Regions from separate parts of the Mus musculus genome. Here region 1 is linked to region 2. The links are chromatin contacts, called in public promoter capture Hi-C maps. All regions are on one chromosome and are shown on one strand. Each heading gives the region's core, a stretch centred on a gene start, on an enhancer-like site or on the middle of the called end of the contact. The rest is flanking DNA. Distances are from core to core; before and after follow the strand shown.

What was found. Promoter capture Hi-C pulls out the DNA fragments that hold promoters and counts their contacts.
Region 1: a contact with region 2 is called in a promoter capture Hi-C map of macrophages, with 8 read pairs. The contact joins the enhancer-like site here to the promoter of 1700037C18Rik in region 2. A contact is called at or near these places in 5 of 39 promoter capture datasets (3T3-L1-derived adipocytes, cranial neural crest, embryonic stem cells and 2 more), 1 of 15 datasets of contacts at CTCF or cohesin (the NIH/3T3 cell line), 3 of 115 datasets of contacts at active chromatin or transcription factors (CD8 T cells, bone marrow-derived macrophages and embryonic stem cells) and 3 of 9 other capture datasets (adipose tissue, liver and pancreatic islet).

What each region holds. Positions count from the first base shown.
Region 1 is chr16:3,957,208-3,961,247 of GRCm38.p6, reverse strand. Nlrc3 (NLR family, CARD domain containing 3) reads left to right here. Exons shown (of 18, transcript NM_001081280.2): 5 at 1,774-1,857; 6 at 2,235-2,318; 7 at 3,896-3,979. Among named protein-coding and RNA genes, the nearest start is that of Nlrc3, 17 kb to the left of the region's middle. Within about 2 kb of position 1,712, at least 45 of the 459 cell types and tissues checked have an H3K27ac peak or open chromatin away from gene starts, as enhancers often do. A contact at or near this core is called in the NIH/3T3 cell line, bone marrow-derived macrophages and macrophages, where this site is marked.
Region 2 is chr16:3,905,525-3,910,133 of GRCm38.p6, reverse strand. It overlaps 1700037C18Rik (RIKEN cDNA 1700037C18 gene), which reads left to right and starts at 1,445. Exons shown (of 3, transcript NM_028484.2): 1 at 1,445-1,684; 2 at 2,940-3,293; 3 at 3,834-4,336. The coding sequence starts at 1,681. The coding sequence ends at 3,991. It overlaps Cluap1 (clusterin associated protein 1), which reads right to left and starts at 1,125. Exons shown (of 12, transcript NM_029738.2): 1 at 981-1,125. The coding sequence starts at 1,002. Gm41410 (predicted gene, 41410) reads left to right here and starts at 1,481. Exons shown (of 4, transcript NR_153801.1): 1 at 1,481-1,529; 2 at 2,940-3,230.

The sequences.
Region 1 (4,040 bases), core at 463-2,962, 51 kb before region 2:
GCCTTGCTAAGGAAGGGTGAAAATGTATCTGCTCTGAGAGAGATGGTCTTGACAGCTTCTCATGTCTGTTATGTCTCACAGGCAGTTCTCGGCCTTCGGCTCATGACAAAATACCCACCATTAGTGTTGCTGAAACTGAGGTTCAGCAATGATTCTGAAGACAGCCATGTCTTCCACGCTCATGCTTTCCCTTCTGGTCCTCAGTGACACTAGTTTACAATGTCCACACCACTGCAGAAAAACACACACGGCTGTTTATGAGATATTATTTATACATAAGTCCTGGGCCAACAAAAGTGGGCTGGTCTTCAATCGTTTTGACACTGGAGGGCAGGGAACAAAGTCTTCTGTAGTCCAGGCAGGCCTTGAACTCAGGATCCCCAACCTTCCAAGTTCTAGAAAACAGGTGTGTATCACTATACCTGGCTAGTATTCCGATTTGTTTATTTGTTTATTTTTGGTATCACTATGCAGTCCTGGCTGGCCTTGAACTCACAGGTAAACAGGGCTAGTCTCTGGCCCACAGAGACAGGCCTGCCTCTGCTTCCCTAGTGTTGAGATTAAAGGTGTGCACACTACACCTGGCTCAGACTTATTTTTAAGTGATGGAGCTCATTTGAAAAGCACCAAATAAAAGGCACAAAGGGAGAACTGTTGGCATTGAAGGGCCTGGTCCACTTAGCTTCCCTTCACCTTCCTGGTGGCCCTGGTACCAGGATCCTGAACTCCTTGGAAGACACTCCACTCAAACATTGCAGGGATTCTCGTGATGAGCTCCATCCTAAGCTGTTGGCTACAGAACTAAATAGTTCTCAACTCAGGAAGCAAAACTGAGTGGACCCACTGTATGCCTCTGGAACTCCTTTCCAGGCACAGAAAGGCAAGCCTTTTTTAAACTTAAAAGTTAATTTTGTGGTAATTTTCTGCCATTTGTTGTTTTGTACTAGAGGAAGGCTAGTATCCATGCTCTGCTCAGAGTAGTTTGTACTCGTTTCTGAGCACTATCTCTTTTTCAGGAATTTCATAAGCTAAGGGTACTTGGAATTCACCATGGTTTGGGGCATTTGAACCACAGAAACCAGCAGCAGCATTTGATATTTTGCTTTTCCTTGAGAGCCACGTGAATATTATGCCACTGGTTAGAGTCTATATGGAAGAACTCTTTAATATCAGCAAATCTACTGGATTTGCTTTTTACTGTAATTCAGACTTTTACTGCATTTATTGTATTTGTGCTAGTCTCCTACTCTCCCTCCTCCCTCCCCCTCCTTTTCCCCCTCTCCCTCCCCTCCTCTCTCTCTCTCTCTCTGTTGTAAAAATGCACACACCACAGGACCATATGTGGAGGTCAGAGAACAACCATAAGAGTCAGTTTTATCCTTCCTTTATTTGAGTTCTGGAGATCAAATTTAGGTTTCAGGCTTGGTAGCAAGTTCTTTTACCCACTCAGCCATCTTCCTGGCCCCAAATGCAAGACTTCTAACATCATGACTGCACATTTGTAAAGTATGTATTGTGCAAGGTGCTAGATGAATTTCCTTGGGCCCTTTTGTCAGGATGAAGACTGTCTGGCCCACTCTGACTCTATCTTCCCAGGCTCAGGGGTCTTCCTAATCCTGACTTTCTGCTCCGCAGTCACTTTGTCTCTGCTCATATCCATGTGAGTGATGTTGGGAAAGCAAGGGTTAATCATGAGCCTAATATCAAAGAGGAAGCAATGAGTCACAAGCTTGAAATAAGCACTCTCTCCTTTTTCTCCCTTCCCTCTGGCAGCCTGGCTGAGAATCAGATTGGTAACAAAGGAGCCAAAGCCCTGGCCAGATCCCTCCTGGTTAACAGAAGCCTCATCACACTGGAGTAAGTAGGACACTCTGGGCCCCTGGAATAAGAGAAATTTAAGCTGTTTTCTGTCTTTGACATATCTTGACTTTCTCCATCCCTTCTCCCACTCTCAGACTCAGCCCGTTTAGAATAGTCAGTGGCTGAGATCTTGCAGACCACATGTCCTTCCAGGAAAGCTGGGAAAGCAAACTCACTGATTGTCTCTTGAACTTCATTTCACAAACACTTAATTTTTGACCCTGACCTGGAACTGTCTTTGTCATCACCACACTTAGCTCACTAGACCATCACATCCTGTTCTCTTCCCTCATTATGTGGGGAACATAAAATGTTGGTGTCATTTTTACCCCTCTTCCCACCTCAGTAGTATTTCCTTCACTTGTTTCTACTAGCCTCCGGAGTAACAGCATTGGACCACCGGGGGCTAAGGCTTTGGCCGATGCTCTGAAGATAAACCGAACGCTAACTTCTCTAAGGTATGTGGTCCCACTTCTGGCCAGGAAAGGGCCCAGAGGACAAAATCCTGGCTACAGGAGATACTGTAAAGTGGGGAGGATTAAACATGGAGGCTTTGGGATATGTCATCAAGCTTCACGTCCCAGATTCTTCCAATTCTGTGTGCTGCTCTAAGTCCCCAAGGTTTCTCAGGACAGTGAAAAGCCTACAGAAGCATCCAGAAGATGACATTTGGTATAGTTTGCTATGTCCCTTTTAGGAGCCTGTGGATGTATCTGTCTAGTTGAGGGTATACTACTGTTCTGTTTTCTTTTGTTTTTCTACTTATTCAAAGGAAAATTTTGTTGTTCTTGTTCTAAAATAGGGTCTGGCTAGGTAGCCTTGGCTGACCTGGAGCTTGCTATGTAGGCCAGACTACAGTTCCACCTGTCTCTGCCTCCTAAGTAATGGAATTAAAGGAATTAAAGGTGTGCACTACCACACCCAGCACCAGGAGAGTGTTTCTGTCTGTTTTTTTTTTTTTTTTTTTTTTTTTTAAAGACAAGGTTTCTCTGTGTAGCCCTGGCTGTCCTGGAACTCACGATGTAGATCAGGCTGACCTTGAACTCAGAGATCCACTGTCTCTGTCTCTCAAATTCTGGAATTAAAGGTGTGGGCTACCACTGCTTGGCAAGGTTGATTTAAATTTTTTTATTGAAATTTAATTCTATGCAATTTTATCATTTTGAAGTTTATTGTTCATTGGCATTTTGTACATTCACAATATTGTGCAACTACTACCTCTGTCTAGTTTCAAAATGTTTTTGACTGTTAGTATTTGCTTTCTTTCTCCTTTTCTCCCAGCCCTTAGCAAGTTTTCTACTGATTTATTGATTCTGGACATTTCATATAAATAGAGTTATACAGTAAGAGTTTTGTGTCCGTCTTCCTCAACTAGCATATTGTTTTCAAGTTCATCAGCACTGCAGCATATTGGTATTTTCTTGCATTTTATAGCTGAATAATATTCTACTGTATGGGCAGAGCACCGTTTGCTTATCCATTCATGTGCAGACAGACATGTAGTGTGTCTTTTTTCACACTTTTATCCAGCTTCTATCTTTTGACTATTGTGAATAATGCTGCCTGCGACATTTGTGTAGAAGTATTCAAGTACCTGTCCTTTGTCCTTTAATCCTTTGGAGAATATACTTAGAAACAGAATTGCTGGGGCACATGCAAGTCTAAGTTAAGAACTGCCAGACTATTCCACAGAGGCTGGACCAGTTGACATTCTCATCAGCAGTATGAAGCTTCCAGTTTTGCCACATCTTCACTGTTACTTGGGTGCTATGGCTCTTGATTGTAATGGGAACTACCTTGACCTCACTTTATTACACCAGTAGGTAGCATGGGCACTTTGTTTCTAGTTGTCGGGCAGCTACTTAGGGGTGATGGTCCTTGAAAATGTCACATCGTCATTGGTAAATCTTTTCACAGAAGTCAGTTGCCTCCTGTCTTGGGCCTCTAAGGCAGGTATGCCCACTGCAATATGGGTTCAGGCCACTGCTGGGCATCTCTTGCTCTGCTGGTAACACACTCCTTCTTGCCTCTTTAGCCTCCAAAGCAACGTGATCAAGGATGACGGTGTCATGTGCGTGGCTGAGGCCCTGGTCTCCAACCAGACCATCTCCATGCTACAGTGAGTGGACATGACTCCCACTGCCCCCTCCCTTCTGCTGGCCTCTGCCTTGCTCCTGACA
Region 2 (4,609 bases), core at 196-2,695:
CATTTATTTAAGGTAAAAAAATATAAATCAGTATAAATTCTGAAATACTCCTTTTAAATATTCTTTCCAGTACAATGATCACTATTCAATGATCCCAGTAAAGTGCCAGCCTCATCAAAAACTACGTGGGACAGTCATAATTACACTGTTTCAAATACCCTCAAACCCTAGACAACACGACCCTAATAGCTGCTACTCTTCTGTAAGTGAAGTAAGATTTTTTAGGTCACACAGTCCCATCACTCTAGCTGTGTGAACCAGGGGTAGCTATACTACTTAACTTGCAGTTAAAACTAGGAACAATAAGGGTGAAATATAATCACCTGCCACAAAAAGGATGTTTCCCCCAAAGAGTATAACGAGTAAGAGTAGTCTGCTTCCCCACTCTCTAGCCAAGTTCTCTGCCCAGTATTTGGCATTCAGGCAAGCTGGATTCAAACTCTAAAGCAACTCGTTCAATTACTTTGACCTCTTGCTGCCTGTTTCATCTCTAACCAGGGCACAAACCTGCTAGGAGTAAATGAAATATTGCCCACATAGAGGACAGCATGTGACAGATTGTAACATACAAACAAACAAAACAAACCCTCAAAAATGAACAAAACAACCTAGCAGCACTAGCCATCCATTCATCCGGCCACTTCCTCGGCTTTACTGGTTCTTTCTACAAACTAAATGCAGAAGAAGTCTCCATTTCCGCAAGACCTTTCTAATGCGGCTGCAAATGTGGCCGTGACAACCAGAGATAAAATGAGGTGAAATTAAACATTCAGTTCTTCAGCGGCTCGAGACACATTCCCAGTGTTCTAGCTACACGTGGCCAGTGACGGACCGAACTTTCCAAAGGTGCTGTAAAGTTCTGTCAGCCCCTGGCTGGCCCAGGGACCCACGGCCTGCCTGGGCCCACGGCTCTGGCAGGGGTCCGGCAGGGGAGTCTCGAGATCCTGGGAAGCCCACGGGAAAGCCGGGTGCAGCCTTACTGCGGAGGTCGCGGAAAGACATGGCGCTCTGGTCCCCAAGAGTCCACTGGGGCGCCGCTGCCCGTCTCTGTAGAGTTCGCAGGCCCAGCGCTCTCCGGTCTCTATAGCAACGCTCAGAGGCCTTGGACAGCGTGCGGACCAGGCCAAACAGGACAGGAAGCGAAGAGGGGTGGTGAGCGCAAGCGCAGGACACAGACCAACAGGTGGCGCCAAGCACCTTGCGAGCTGCGCAACGTCATAGTCTTTCAGAGAGCGCTTTTGGCTCTGGTCCCGTTGGAACTCTCATTACCTCACTGATATATGGAGCACATTATAACCTTTTGTGACCGAGTCTCCTTTGTATTTGTAAAAGCATAGCTAAACCCCGCAGTCGAAGCCTCATAAAGTATCCACAGAATGACAGGAACGAAGATACCCTACCCTGGGCAGAATTCGAGACCTGTACCCGGAAGGCTTTTGTGCACGCACAGCTAGTCAGTATTCCCGACAAGCCGGAAATTGGCGCCCAGACTCGCGCGCCAGAGGTTGCCCTGGAAACTGTGGAGCGAGGTAGTGCTGGTGTACCACGCCTAGGGTGTCAGGGTCAGCACAGGCTCTACAGAGAACTCTCCTTGGTGACTGCTACGAGTCGAGGACAACCGCGACAAAAGCAGGGCTGGAGAGAGGAGAGCTGTGCCAGGAAGGGTGGGCGATAAGGAAAATGGGTAGGTGCAAGAAGTAAAGGTGCCCTTGGCTAGAACACGGTGGTACTGACCAAGAGTAGATACTTAAGGACAAAAATATGTGGGGTAGGGCCATACATTCGTGGCTAGTCTAACATGGGGGACAATGCATTTGAACAGTCTTTGCAACAAATGGTTTTGAAACAATGAGCAATCCATAGCAAATTAATATCTATGTAAAAAACAATGGTTCATACACCTAGATGTAAAACCTAGAACTAAATTTTCTATAATGAAACAGAGTTGTGGTGGAGTTAAGATTCTAAAGAACCTGTAGTTTTATATTTCTACCAGCAGAATAATTGTTCCAGTTTGTCAGAATGCACAGGAAAAAAATTGGCATTATCTACATACTGCTTAACCTATGAGAAAATGGATAATTAGACAAGTGTCACCCAGAACCATCTTCTCAGCATGATTCAGATCTCTACAGGTTTGTTCTCCAAATCCTCGTTCTCCCTGCCACAAATGAGGAAGCCTAGCGAATGACTTTCCAGCATACCAAAGCCAATTTGTCTTATGTGGCTTGCTCTGAATCTAACATCAACAAATTTACCCTAGGTTTCTGGTCTCTTCCCTTGCCCGCCTCCCTCCTTGCCCCTGACATACCATACTCTCCCAAACTAGGAGGTCCAGGAAGACTAGTCTTTACTGTGACATCATAAGGACCAGTTGCTATGGGAGACCTGCAGATCCACCCCCTAGACAGGGGAGAGCAGGCCCTACTGCACAGAAGGCCTGGCCACTCCTCCCCCACCATACTGGCCCTCCATGGAAGCCTTGGTCTGTGCATTCTCTGAGCTTCGAATAAGAGAAGGTGCCTGGCTGCAGGGAGGAGCAGCAGCAGAGATGCCACACTGTCCCAACCTGGGCCCAAAGCTACTGGGGAGAGCCCAGGGATGTGCATGCTTGGGAAGGGAGTAACTCCTGATCTAGGCTATATGACTGGGCCAGGCATGCCCTCTTGTACCCACTGTGCTTATATACACTGGTGCCAGCATACTCTTTTTAGAGTAGAGAGCACAAAACGAGCTTGAAGTGCTCAACGGGATCTCAGTGCCAAAGTCCTGGGCTGCTTGGGCGCCTCTGTTAGGGGAGCAGCGGAGTAGTGGGAATAGACAGGAACTAAGACTGGATAGCCAGGGAGTAGAAGCTACGTATGAGTTGGTACTTGCATTTCCCCCAGATGCTGTTCCCACTGGCCATCACCCTCCTGCTCTCTCTCTCTCTCTTGCAGATGCAGTGAGCTGGGCCCCAGGACGCCCCAGCCACCCTGACACACCACCCAACATCTATGAGGGAGGATTGGGGGCCCAGCAGCAGCAGGGCCCCAGTGCTCAGGGAAGCAAGCCCAAGAACTTCCGACTGCGACACCTCCGGAGCCTGGCTCTCTACCTGCCAGGCCACATGCAGCCTGCTGGCCAATGTGGAAGCCACTGGCTAGGCCGGCTCATGGCTGGGGGCAGCCTGACACGGCCTGAAGGCTCACCCTGGCCCCTGGACCTGCCACAGGGGACCCTGGGTCCAGGTAACAGCCATTGCTCAGCCCTTCTGGAAGCCCACTTGCCCAGGGACAGCCTGGGAAATACAGGTAAGCTCTGTTAAGGCAGGACTAAAGACACGAAAGAAAGACTGAAGGGAACTCAAATGGGCCTTTTCATTTCCTAGCCTTCTGCCAAGAACTAGGAAAGGATGCAGTGGCCAGGACACACTAAAATAATGTCATGCTCCAGGGGCCAAGATCTTGTTTAATTTTTTTTTTAATCCGTGTGCCCCACTATTGATTCAGAACATCAATGTACACAATAAGTCCTTTGAAGTCTCAGGACCACAGCAAAAGCCTTTTGGGATGTGTAAGGCAGAGGAGACAATCTGGGATAGGAGTTCTAGGTTCCTATTCTCTCTATTTTGATGGACCTTGGACAACTTTGCCTCAGTTCCTTCATTTTATAAATGAAGGATTCATGACATTTCAGGTTTGACCCACTGACATCCCTTCCTCACCCTCACTAGTTCTTTCAAGGAAGTAGTGCCAAGGAGGCACTGCCTTGAAGGTTGTAAGGGCCGAGGACCCCAAGGTAATGTTTTAGATTGGGCCCCTCTGAGTGACTTTTCTTTCCTCTTTCCTCAGCTTCCAGTTCCAGCATGGACCCAGCCAAGGGTGTCCCCTCCCAGTCTGGTCCCCCCGAGGGCTTGGGACTCAGGCCCAAGAGGTCCTGGAGAGCCTTGGAGGAGACCATGTGTCCCTTGTGCAAGAGAACCCGCTCTGGGGCCTTGGAGAGGACATAGGAGCCAAAGTGCCAGGGCTGGGGAACAAGAGGGGAAGGATGGCCGAGGAGGAGGAGGCCAGTGTTACTGAGGAAGGGTTCGTCCCAGCGGCAGTCCTCCCCATTGAGATGGCCCCCAGAGTTGCCCAGCAGGAGACCTGGGCTAGTCTGGGGAAAGCATGAGGGAGGGAGGGAGGAAGGAAGAAGAACCATGAGAGGGACAGAAGAAATGGAATGCCCATGCCCTTGCAGCCTGCCCAAACTCCGGTCAGCCACTTGTACCTGGGAGGTCAGGCCGAGCAGAGAATCGGGTTCCTGAGAGGCCAGGAGTCCTCAGGTCTAATCTCAGTAAAAGCCAAGGCCTGCACCTTCTTGTTTGTTTGTCATTAAGCCAATCCAGTTAACATAGTCCTGCATCCATTCCAGGGGTTACATGGAGAGTCAGAGCCAGGTCCAGGGAAGCTTTGTGGATGAGAGGCTGCTGAAAGTGACAGCTCTGGCAGGCAAGCAGGGTCTCAATAGGCCTAAACAGGACATGGCATTCCGGGGCAAAGGACGAAATGGGGGTCGAGTTTAAAGAAGGAACCAGGACACCAACCAATGCAGATGTGTTGGCCTGGACCCCGCACTGTCCCCATCA